Regions from separate parts of the Mus musculus genome. Here region 2 is linked to region 1. Evidence: chromatin contacts called from public HiChIP or PLAC-seq data. All regions are on one chromosome and are shown on one strand. Each heading gives the region's core, a stretch centred on a gene start, on an enhancer-like site or on the middle of the called end of the contact. The rest is flanking DNA. Distances are from core to core; before and after follow the strand shown. Region 1 has its middle 15 kb from the start of 3300005D01Rik. Region 2 overlaps Snx9 (sorting nexin 9).

Region 1 (4,530 bases), core at 687-3,186:
CTATGTAAAAAGCTAGGTGTAGCAATATCTGCAGGATCTGCTCTCAAGGTGAGATGGGCGGCAGAGACAGGAGGTCCCAGGAAGCTCGAGGGCCACGGTGCTTGGCAGATACAGTCCTGAACAACAAAGACAACAAGCATCAAACGAGGGGAGAGGTGAGGGCTGGTAACCGAGGACATCAACAGCTCTCCACTCTGTGGCACGCACCCACGCGGCAGTGCATGCGCACACAGGCACGCCAAAAAAGGGGGGAAAAAGAGAAAGAAAAGGAGGATAATAAGACATGTTCAAACCTCCTGCGAGTGGGGCTCCTTAATAACCAAACATGGAAAAGCCTCAAGGAGTCTGGTGTTTGGGAATGGAGATCGCTTATCGGACTTCCAAAATGCAGATTCCCCAGCCCCTCCCTTCATTGCAGGACACAGAGTTCAGGCTGCAGAGAACTTCAGATTCAGCAGCCGCTTTGGTTACAATGTTACAATTTCTCTATTCTCACTCCACTGAAGTCGGCTCCGGTTCCTTCCTTCCTTCCTTCCTTCCTTCCTTCCTTCCTTCCTTCCTTCCTTCCTTCCTTTCTTTCTTTCTTTCTTTCTTTCTAAGAGGAAGTGTTAGGACTTCCAACAGGGAGCCAGGACCTCTCTGTTCCCTCATTGCTGCCATCTTTACTGCTTGCTGCATGCCATTTGAAGCAACCACACTGTCACTGTGCCTTCTGAGGCCCTGGCCTCTTTGTAGTCCAAAAATGTCTCCTGTGTCAATACTACTCCTCACCCTGATGCTTATTTTGTCCAAACTAATGCTGATGCCTCCGTTCTCTCTGCAGTTAACTTCGACCCCTGTGTCTGTCCTTAGTGTGTGTCTCTCTCGACAGCACGCAAGCAGGTCTTGCTCATCTTCCTTGTATTTAAGTTTACTGTCCTCAGATTCACTCCCTAACTGCCTCTTCTAAGGCTTCCCTCCTGAATTTTCCTTTCTTATGTTGTTTTTCGGGAAATATCTCAACACTTAAATCATACATCAATAACATTTATTCCTTGTGCCTCTGTTTGTTTTTTTAGAGATTATCCTAAATTACCACAATATGTTTCTTTACTTTACCCAAATCCACTTAGAAAATACTATTTTATAGCTTTCTACATATCATGACAGCAGCATGTTTCTGTATGTGGCTGTGGGATACAAGAACCATTTCCTCTGTCATCGAAATTTCTCAGCTGTGACCCTGACAAAAGACAGACAAGCAAGAGAACACCAGTCAAATTACTAACATGTGCTTAGTAGAAAGCCAGTCAGGGGCAGTCCTAAGAGATAGCTACTACCAGGGACCTTAACAAACAGTAGGGACTCTTAAGAGAATCAAGAGACAGGTAAGCAGGAAGTTTGGCTTTTTATATGGACACTAAGAGCAGAAAAGACTATTTTAGAAAGTCTTTACTTTACAGTCCCATTGTGCTTGGAATCGTCTTCAAGACCCCCAGGCTCCTTCAGAAGGGACATCTAGTGGCCTGTGAGTCTCAGAACTTCCTGCTTTTCATCAGATTAGGGAAGCCCTAGGAGGGCTTATTGCATCTGTTTTCATTTGCCTCTAGCTCAAATAACACACAAACACACACACACACACACACACACACACACACACACACACTCACACACACACACACACACACACACACACACACACACACACACACATACACACACACACACACACACACACACACACACACACACACACACACACACACACACACACACAGGGTGTTGCTGCTCTCATGTGTATTACAGCTATTTCCAGCCAACCCAGCTGATGCTTTCTGCTTACAGCGTGCAGAATTAAGGAAGTCCTTTCAAGAAAGACAAAGATGCTGCAGGCTACTCGTGCTATCTTTATTCTCTCAAGGCCTGCCCTTCCTGGGTCTCTGAGTCATCACTAGAGCCCATTTTCCACAGTCAACGCTGCTCAGAGAATCTGGTGAGGAATGAAAGCTGTCTGTTATAGTGAGTAAACATGCTCTCCCTCGGGGGAATCACATGAGCTGGACTAAGGCTTCCTCTGGAGGACCCGAAGGTGGCAAGCGGACAACGTCACAGGACCACATGGTCATCCATAAGGGGTCCCAGCTGGACCTCTGAGAAGGGGTGGGTGGGCATAGGACACCCTGTTCTTAGGAATTTACTCACTAGCAACCTATACAGGATGGTTGAACATGGGTAATTCCATTATCTGTTTTTTTTTTTTTTAACCTTGAAAACCATAACATCAGATTAGCCAACCTCAAGTCCAGCCAACCTAAGTCCTCTTAGCTTCACAAAGTCCTGTTTAAACAGTGTGATGTTCTGTGTAGATACACAGGATAGACATGATCTGACTACGAGGGCCGCAACTGCAGAATACAGGTGAGTAGCATCTCTAACAAACATCAGCTTTAAGGAGGGGTGTTTACATGCCATGGGAGCAACATTACTGCCAATAGCAGATGAAGGTCATGCTTCTACATAGGGTTGCCAGGTTTGGTGAAAAGATGAAACAAAGACAGAAGGCTCAATTAAACTTGAGCTTCAGGTAGACAATGAACATTTTAATTTGCATTTTTACTGTTTGCTTATGGGTATTTTGCTTGTATGTGTGTCTGTGTACTGTAGAAGTGTGGTGAGTGTGGATGGGGGCCAGAAATGGATATCAGATCATTTGACATTGGAGTGACAGGCAGTTGGAAGCTGCCACGTGGGTGCTGGGAGCTGGACTTGAGTCCCTCCACAAGAGCAGCAAGTATTCTTAATTGCTGAGCCAACTCTCCAGCCCCAGTAATTTTTCTATGAAATGATGTTTCATGGAACAGTTTTTTGGAAAGCAAAGCATGTAAGTTGCTTTTCTGTCACTTCTCTGAAATTCACATCTAACTGGGAGTCCTGTCTACTTCTGGGTCTCCATTTCTTTTTTTTTCTTTTTTTTTTTTTTTTTTTTTTTTGGTTTTTCGAGACAGGGTTTTTCTGTGTAGCCCTGGCTGTCCTGGAACTCACTCTGTAGACCAGGCTGGCCTCGAACTCAGAAATCCGCCTGCCTCTGTCTCCCGAGTGCTGGGATTAAAGGCGTGCGCCACCACGCCTGGCGTGGGTCTCCATTTCTATGCTGGACACAGTTCTGGCCCTGGAAGGTCACATCCTTCCATGGGGATGCTCATAAATCCCTCTTCTGGGAGGATGGAGGCACACCAGTCAGTGGCCACATTCTCGAGTCACCTTGAGAGTCACCAGTCGATGCTTGTAAAGTCTTCCTTTCAGAGTGCCTAGAAAAATAATACTTAGTTCTAACAGCTTTCTGTGGAGTGCACACTCTAATTATCCACCAACTGTGCCACATCCTGTTGAGGTTCACACTGCATCTTCAGCCTTCCTTCTTAGTGGAGAAAACAGAATGGCCTGACTCCCAGGCTACCCAGGGAGGCCCGTCAGGAACAGGGGACAGCACCAGGCCAGACCTCAGTATCCTGAATAATAGAAGAAGCACTGGAGGTATCACCATTTCCAACTTCAAATTGTACTCCAGAGCTATAATAATAAAAACAGCATGGTATTGGCACAAAAACGGACATGATGACCAGTGAAATAGAATTGAAAACCCAGACATAAATCCCACACACGTATGGACTCCTGATTTTTTATAAAGTTGCCAGAAATACACACTGGAAAAAAAGATAGCATCTTCAACAAATGGTGCTGCTCAGACTGGATGGCTACATGTAGAAGAATCCAAAGATATGGACACTATCATCTGTATAAAACTCAACTCCAAATGGAACAAGGACGTCAACATAAAACCAGATATGGTGAATCCGATAGAAAAGAAAGCAGGCAACAGCCTTGAATTCATTGACACAAGAGACAACATCCTGAACTGACCATTAACACAGGCAGTAAGGCCGACAATTAATAAGTAGGACCTCATGAAGCTGAAAAGCTTCTTTGTGGCAAAGGACACCATCATTCGAACAAAGCAGCAGGCTATAGAACGGAAAAAGATTTTTTATCAACTCCACACATGGTTGGGAATCACTTTAAAAAATATTCAACATTCTTAGCCATCGGGAAAAATTCAAATCAAAACTACTTTGAGATTCCATCTTACATCATCAGAATGGCCAAGGTCTGGTAAACAAATGACAGCTCTTGGTGGAGAGGATGGGTGTGACCAAGGGGACACTCCACCATTGCTGGTCTGCAAGGGGAACACTCCACCATTGCTGGTCTGCAAGGGGGGTGCAAGGGGAACACTCCACCATTGCTGGTCTGCAAGGGGGTGCAAGGGGAACACTCCACCATTGCTGGTGGGTCTGCAAGGGGGTGAGTGACCAAGGGGAACACTCCACCATTGCTGGTCTGCAAGGGGGTGAGTGACCAAGGGGAACACTCCACCATTGCTGGTCTGCAAGGGGGTGAGTGACCAAGGGGAACACTCCACCATTGCTGGTCTGCAAGGGGGTGAGTGACCAAGGGGAACACTCCACCATTGCTGGTCTGCAAGGGGGTGAG
Region 2 (4,530 bases), core at 878-3,377, 72 kb before region 1:
AATAATGGTATTGTTTACTTCTGAGCAACAAAGATCACAGAAGAAACTCAATGGGCTATAAAAATTGTATTCTATAAAAAGAAATGTGCTAAATTTCCACCAGAGGGAGTCTGAACCCAGAGACCACACAAATGCTTATGGGAAAGGAAGGGAAGGGAAGAGCGGTGTAGTCAGAGCTGCTCGTGCATGTATGAAGATGAACGCCTCTATGTGCACACACAAGTTCAAAGAGGGTTTATGAACACGGTGTTGTGGCCCTGCTGGGAGCTAAGCTAACACACACTGCTTTCTGGTAATCCTACTACAGGGTCAGGCTAAGAACAGAGAGAGCAATCAGAAACTAAGCTGTTTAGGACCGTCGGCATGACTGCCTATGTATTACAGAGACTCAGCCCTGTAGCGTAGGGACAAACCACTGGGAGTTGATTTCAGAACCACAACAGATGCTTGGCAGGCTACAAATGTTAGGGAACACCAGCAAAAAAGAGGCGCAATAAATTTAGTCACACACTCAGCCACATGCAGGGGCTGAACTTCTCTAGGTGTGCATGTGACAGCTTCTTGTAGCATCAGCATTTCATAAGCACCAGCTGAAACACCGATGTGAGCTGCTGAGCATGTAGAAGAAAGGCACCACATGAACGCACATCCACAGCACTGTACGCTCGCCCGCTCTTACCGGGTTTGTAACTGTGATGATTTCTCCTTCAGTAACGGTCAGCTCATTGTTTCCAGGCTCAGCAGCAAAGTCGTACATGACCCGAGCCTGCAGGAAGTGGGCAGGAAAAGAGGACGTTACAAATGTTAAGTCCAAAACAGATCTCAACATCTTAGCTTGCCTGTAAGTGCAACTGTGTGAACCTGACAGTGCCTGTGGCTGACCAGGAGAAAAGGAGAGACAGTTCAGGACACCTAGCTCCTTCAGAACCCAATGACTAGAGCCCCTGCACATATTGCATTTAGAGAGGTTGGTCCTAAAATACAATTCCAAACACACCTGCTTCATTAAAGCAAAAGCCCTCCCCTTCCATGTGGTCAGAAGCAGATGCAGGCACTGGTAATGGGTCCACTCAGGAATGGAGGCATTGCACACAGGCAGGCATGCTATGCCAGCCTTACACACGACAGAAACTCTTGGGATCACTCTTCAGCCCAGGAGCTAGCCCCTAGGATGACTTCTAGCCTCACACAGCAGACACGGACACTCTTCCACACTTTCCGCCGGACCAAGAGCTACAACAGGACTATGTATACTAGCCAGTTCTCCCAAATAGCTCTGATTTTCGAACTTTCAAAGTGGATCACCTACTTGTGGGGCATGTGGCTGTGACAGAGGACAGTGCAGCTGCACTCACTAAACCTATCCTCAGTAAACGCCCTGCAGGCAGCAGGCAGCAGGCAGCAGGCAGCAGGCAGCAGGCAGCAGGCAGCAGGCAGCAGGCAGCAGGCAGCAGGCAGCAGGCAGCAGGCAGCAGGCAGCAGGCAGCAGGCAGCAGGCAGCAGGCAGCAGGCAGCAGCCAGTAGCCAGCAGCCAGTAGCCAGCAGCCAGCAGAGAAGGACCAGCCTGAACTCACCACTGTCTTCCTCTCAGAGCTGCTTCAATTCCAACTATTTTAACAGAGATGGAAGACTCACACGTAGTGAGAAGATGAGAGGGGCCCCACTACCTTGAAATACATACAAAAGTAATAGAAACTATCTGTGAACAAGCCATGGGCCAGGTACTTAAAGCTCCGACACGCTTTAACGGGTGCTTCATAATGTTCAGTGGAAAATTTTTTTGACTTTTGCCCACATTTGAAATTTTTCCTTAAAAAAATCCTGGAAAGAAACAAATGGCAGTGTAGTCTGTCAGTCAAGAAACCCCATCCGCTGTCTCCTGGCAGCAAGGAAGGGGCTGAGGCTGAGGGACAGGCAAGGGGACAAACACTGCCAGTCTACACAGCCCAGGACAACGGACAAAGAAACCACGTGGAGGTACTGTCCTCACACAGCTGCACAGTCGATAGAATTCTGCTTGTCACATTGTGGGATGTTTTTTGGAGGCATGTCACATCAACCTCAGCCCTCTGCGGCGAGGGCAGGGGGAGATAAATGGGAGGGCGGCCTGCGGAAGGAAGTGAGCTTCCTCTGGAGCAGAGCCCGGCCTGCTGGCCCAGCTCCAGGCTGGGGAGCAACCTGCTGCTTTGTTGTTGCTCCTTGAGATGCCTGTTGCATTTTTCAGTTCAGCTAAATTCAGTTGCTCCCCAGGTACTGAATCCTGAAGGCCCTGGTGACTATGTGTAATTCTGTGAAGTGGAATGCGAGACAGTGACACGCAAAGCGATGGGTGGAAACTGCTTCGCACTCTAGACATTGGTGAACAGCCACAACACGATGGTTGGAGAGTGTGTGCCCTTCAAAGCTCATGTTCAGCCATCACCCCGGGTCCGGTGTTCTGAGCAGGAACCTAACGGAGCTGCTACTACACTCAGAATGCATTGCTACAAACCAGACTTCTTAGAGAGGGCTTACTCTCTAGCTTTTCTGCCACGTGAGGACCGGCATCCTCCCCTCCACCTGATGCACAGAAGGAGGGCTAATAGAGTCTTGAATTTGACTTCCCTGTATCTGTAATGCTGGTGAAATAAATTCCAGTCTCTGTAAGCTGCCTGCCCTCTGCATTCTGTTGTGGCAGCACAAATGGATGCAGACTCACAAATAGATACTGGCCTCAGCTCCAGTGTCTGCTGCCTACTTCCTATACACACGGCCTCAGCTCCAGTGTAACTGTCTACTTCCTATACACACGGCCTCAGCTCCAGTGTAACTGTCTACTTCCTATACACACGGCCTCAGCTCCAGTGTAACTGTCTACTTCCTATACACACGGCCTCAGCTCCAGTGTAACTGTCTACTTCCTATACACACGGCCTCAGCTCCAGTGTCTACTGCCTACTTCCTATACACACGGCCTCAGCTCCAGTGTAACTGTCTACTTCCTATACACACGGCCTCAGCTCCTGTGTAACTGTCTACTTCCTATACACACAGCCTCAGCTCTAGTGTAACTGTCTACTTCCTATACACACGGCCTCAGGTCCAGTGTAACTGTCTACTTCCTATACACACGGCCTCAGCTCCAGTGTCTGCTGACTACTTCCTATACACACGGCCTCAGCTCCAGTGTCTACTGCCTACTTCCTATACACACGGCCTCAGCTCCAGTGTAACTGTCTACTTCCTATACACACGGCCTCAGCTCCAGTGTAACTGTCTACTTCCTATACACACGGCCTCAGCTCCAGTGTAACTGTCTACTTCCTATACACACGGCCTCAGCTCCAGTGTAACTGTCTACTTCCTATACACACGGCCTCAGCTCCAGTGTCTACTGCCTACTTCCTATACACACGGCCTCAGCTCCAGTGTAACTGTCTACTTCCTATACACACGGCCTCAGCTCCTGTGTAACTGTCTACTTCCTATACACACAGCCTCAGCTCTAGTGTAACTGTCTACTTCCTATACACACGGCCTCAGGTCCAGTGTAACTGTCTACTTCCTATACACACGGCCTCAGCTCCAGTGTCTGCTGACTACTTCCTATACACACGGCCTCAGCTCCAGTGTCTACTGCCTACTTCCTATACACACGGCCTCAGCTCCAGTGTCTACTGCCTACTTCCTATACACACGGCCTCAGCTCCAGTGTAACTGTCTACTTCCTATACACACGGCCTCAGCTCCAGTGTAACTGTCTACTTCCTATACACACGGCCTCAGGTCCAGTGTAACTGTCTACTTCCTATACACACGGCCTCAGCTCCAGTGTCTGCTGTCTACTTCCTATACACACGGCCTCAGCTCCAGTGTCTGCTGACTACTTCCTATACACACGGCTTCAGCTCCAGTGTCTACTGACTACTTCCTATACACACGGCCTCAGCTCCAGTGTCTACTGACTACTTCCTATACACACGGCCTCAGCTCCAGTGTCTGCTGACTACTTCCTATACACACGGCCTCAGCTCCAGTGTAACTGTCTACTTCCTATACACACGGCCTCAGCTCCAGTGTAACTGTCTACTTCCTATACACACGGCCTCAGCTCCAGTGTCTACTGCCTACTTCCTATACACACGGCCTCAGCTCCAGTGTAACTGTCTACTTCCTATACACACGGCCTCAGCTCCTGTGTAACTGTCTACTTCCTATACACACAGCCTCAGCTCTAGTGTAACTGTCTACTTCCTATACACACGGCCTCAGGTCCAGTGTAACTGTCTACTTCCTATACACACGGCCTCAGCTCCAGTGTCTGCTGACTACTTCCTATACACACGGCCTCAGCTCCAGTGTCTACTGCCTACTTCCTATACACACGGCCTCAGCTCCAGTGTCTACTGCCTACTTCCTATACACACGGCCTCAGCTCCAGTGTCTGCTGCCTACTTCCTATACACATGGCCTCAGCTCCAGTGTCTGCTGACTACTTCCTATACACACGGCCTCAGCTCCAGTGTCTGCTGTCTACTTCCTATACACACG

What was found. HiChIP or PLAC-seq counts read pairs in DNA pulled down with a chosen protein or histone mark.
Region 2: an H3K27ac HiChIP or PLAC-seq map of the HPC-7 cell line shows a contact between it and region 1, with 6 times the contacts expected there. The contact joins two enhancer-like sites. A contact is called at or near these places in 30 of 484 Hi-C or Micro-C datasets (CD8 T cells, DN3 thymocytes, LSK cells and 18 more) and 23 of 115 datasets of contacts at active chromatin or transcription factors (CD8 T cells, the HPC-7 cell line, a beta-TC-6 cell line and 18 more).

The regions. Positions count from the first base shown.
Region 1 is chr17:5,811,422-5,815,951 of GRCm38.p6, reverse strand. No RefSeq gene overlaps it. Among named protein-coding and RNA genes, the nearest start is that of 3300005D01Rik, 15 kb to the right of the region's middle. Within about 2 kb of position 1,936, at least 115 of the 459 cell types and tissues checked have an H3K27ac peak or open chromatin away from gene starts, as enhancers often do. A contact at or near this core is called in CD8 T cells, the HPC-7 cell line, bone marrow-derived macrophages and 2 more, where this site is marked.
Region 2 is chr17:5,883,233-5,887,762 of GRCm38.p6, reverse strand. Snx9 (sorting nexin 9) reads right to left here. Exons shown (of 18, transcript NM_025664.6): 2 at 680-766. Among named protein-coding and RNA genes, the nearest start is that of Gm35474, 37 kb to the right of the region's middle. Within about 2 kb of position 2,127, at least 98 of the 459 cell types and tissues checked have an H3K27ac peak or open chromatin away from gene starts, as enhancers often do. A contact at or near this core is called in CD8 T cells, the HPC-7 cell line, bone marrow-derived macrophages and 2 more, where this site is marked.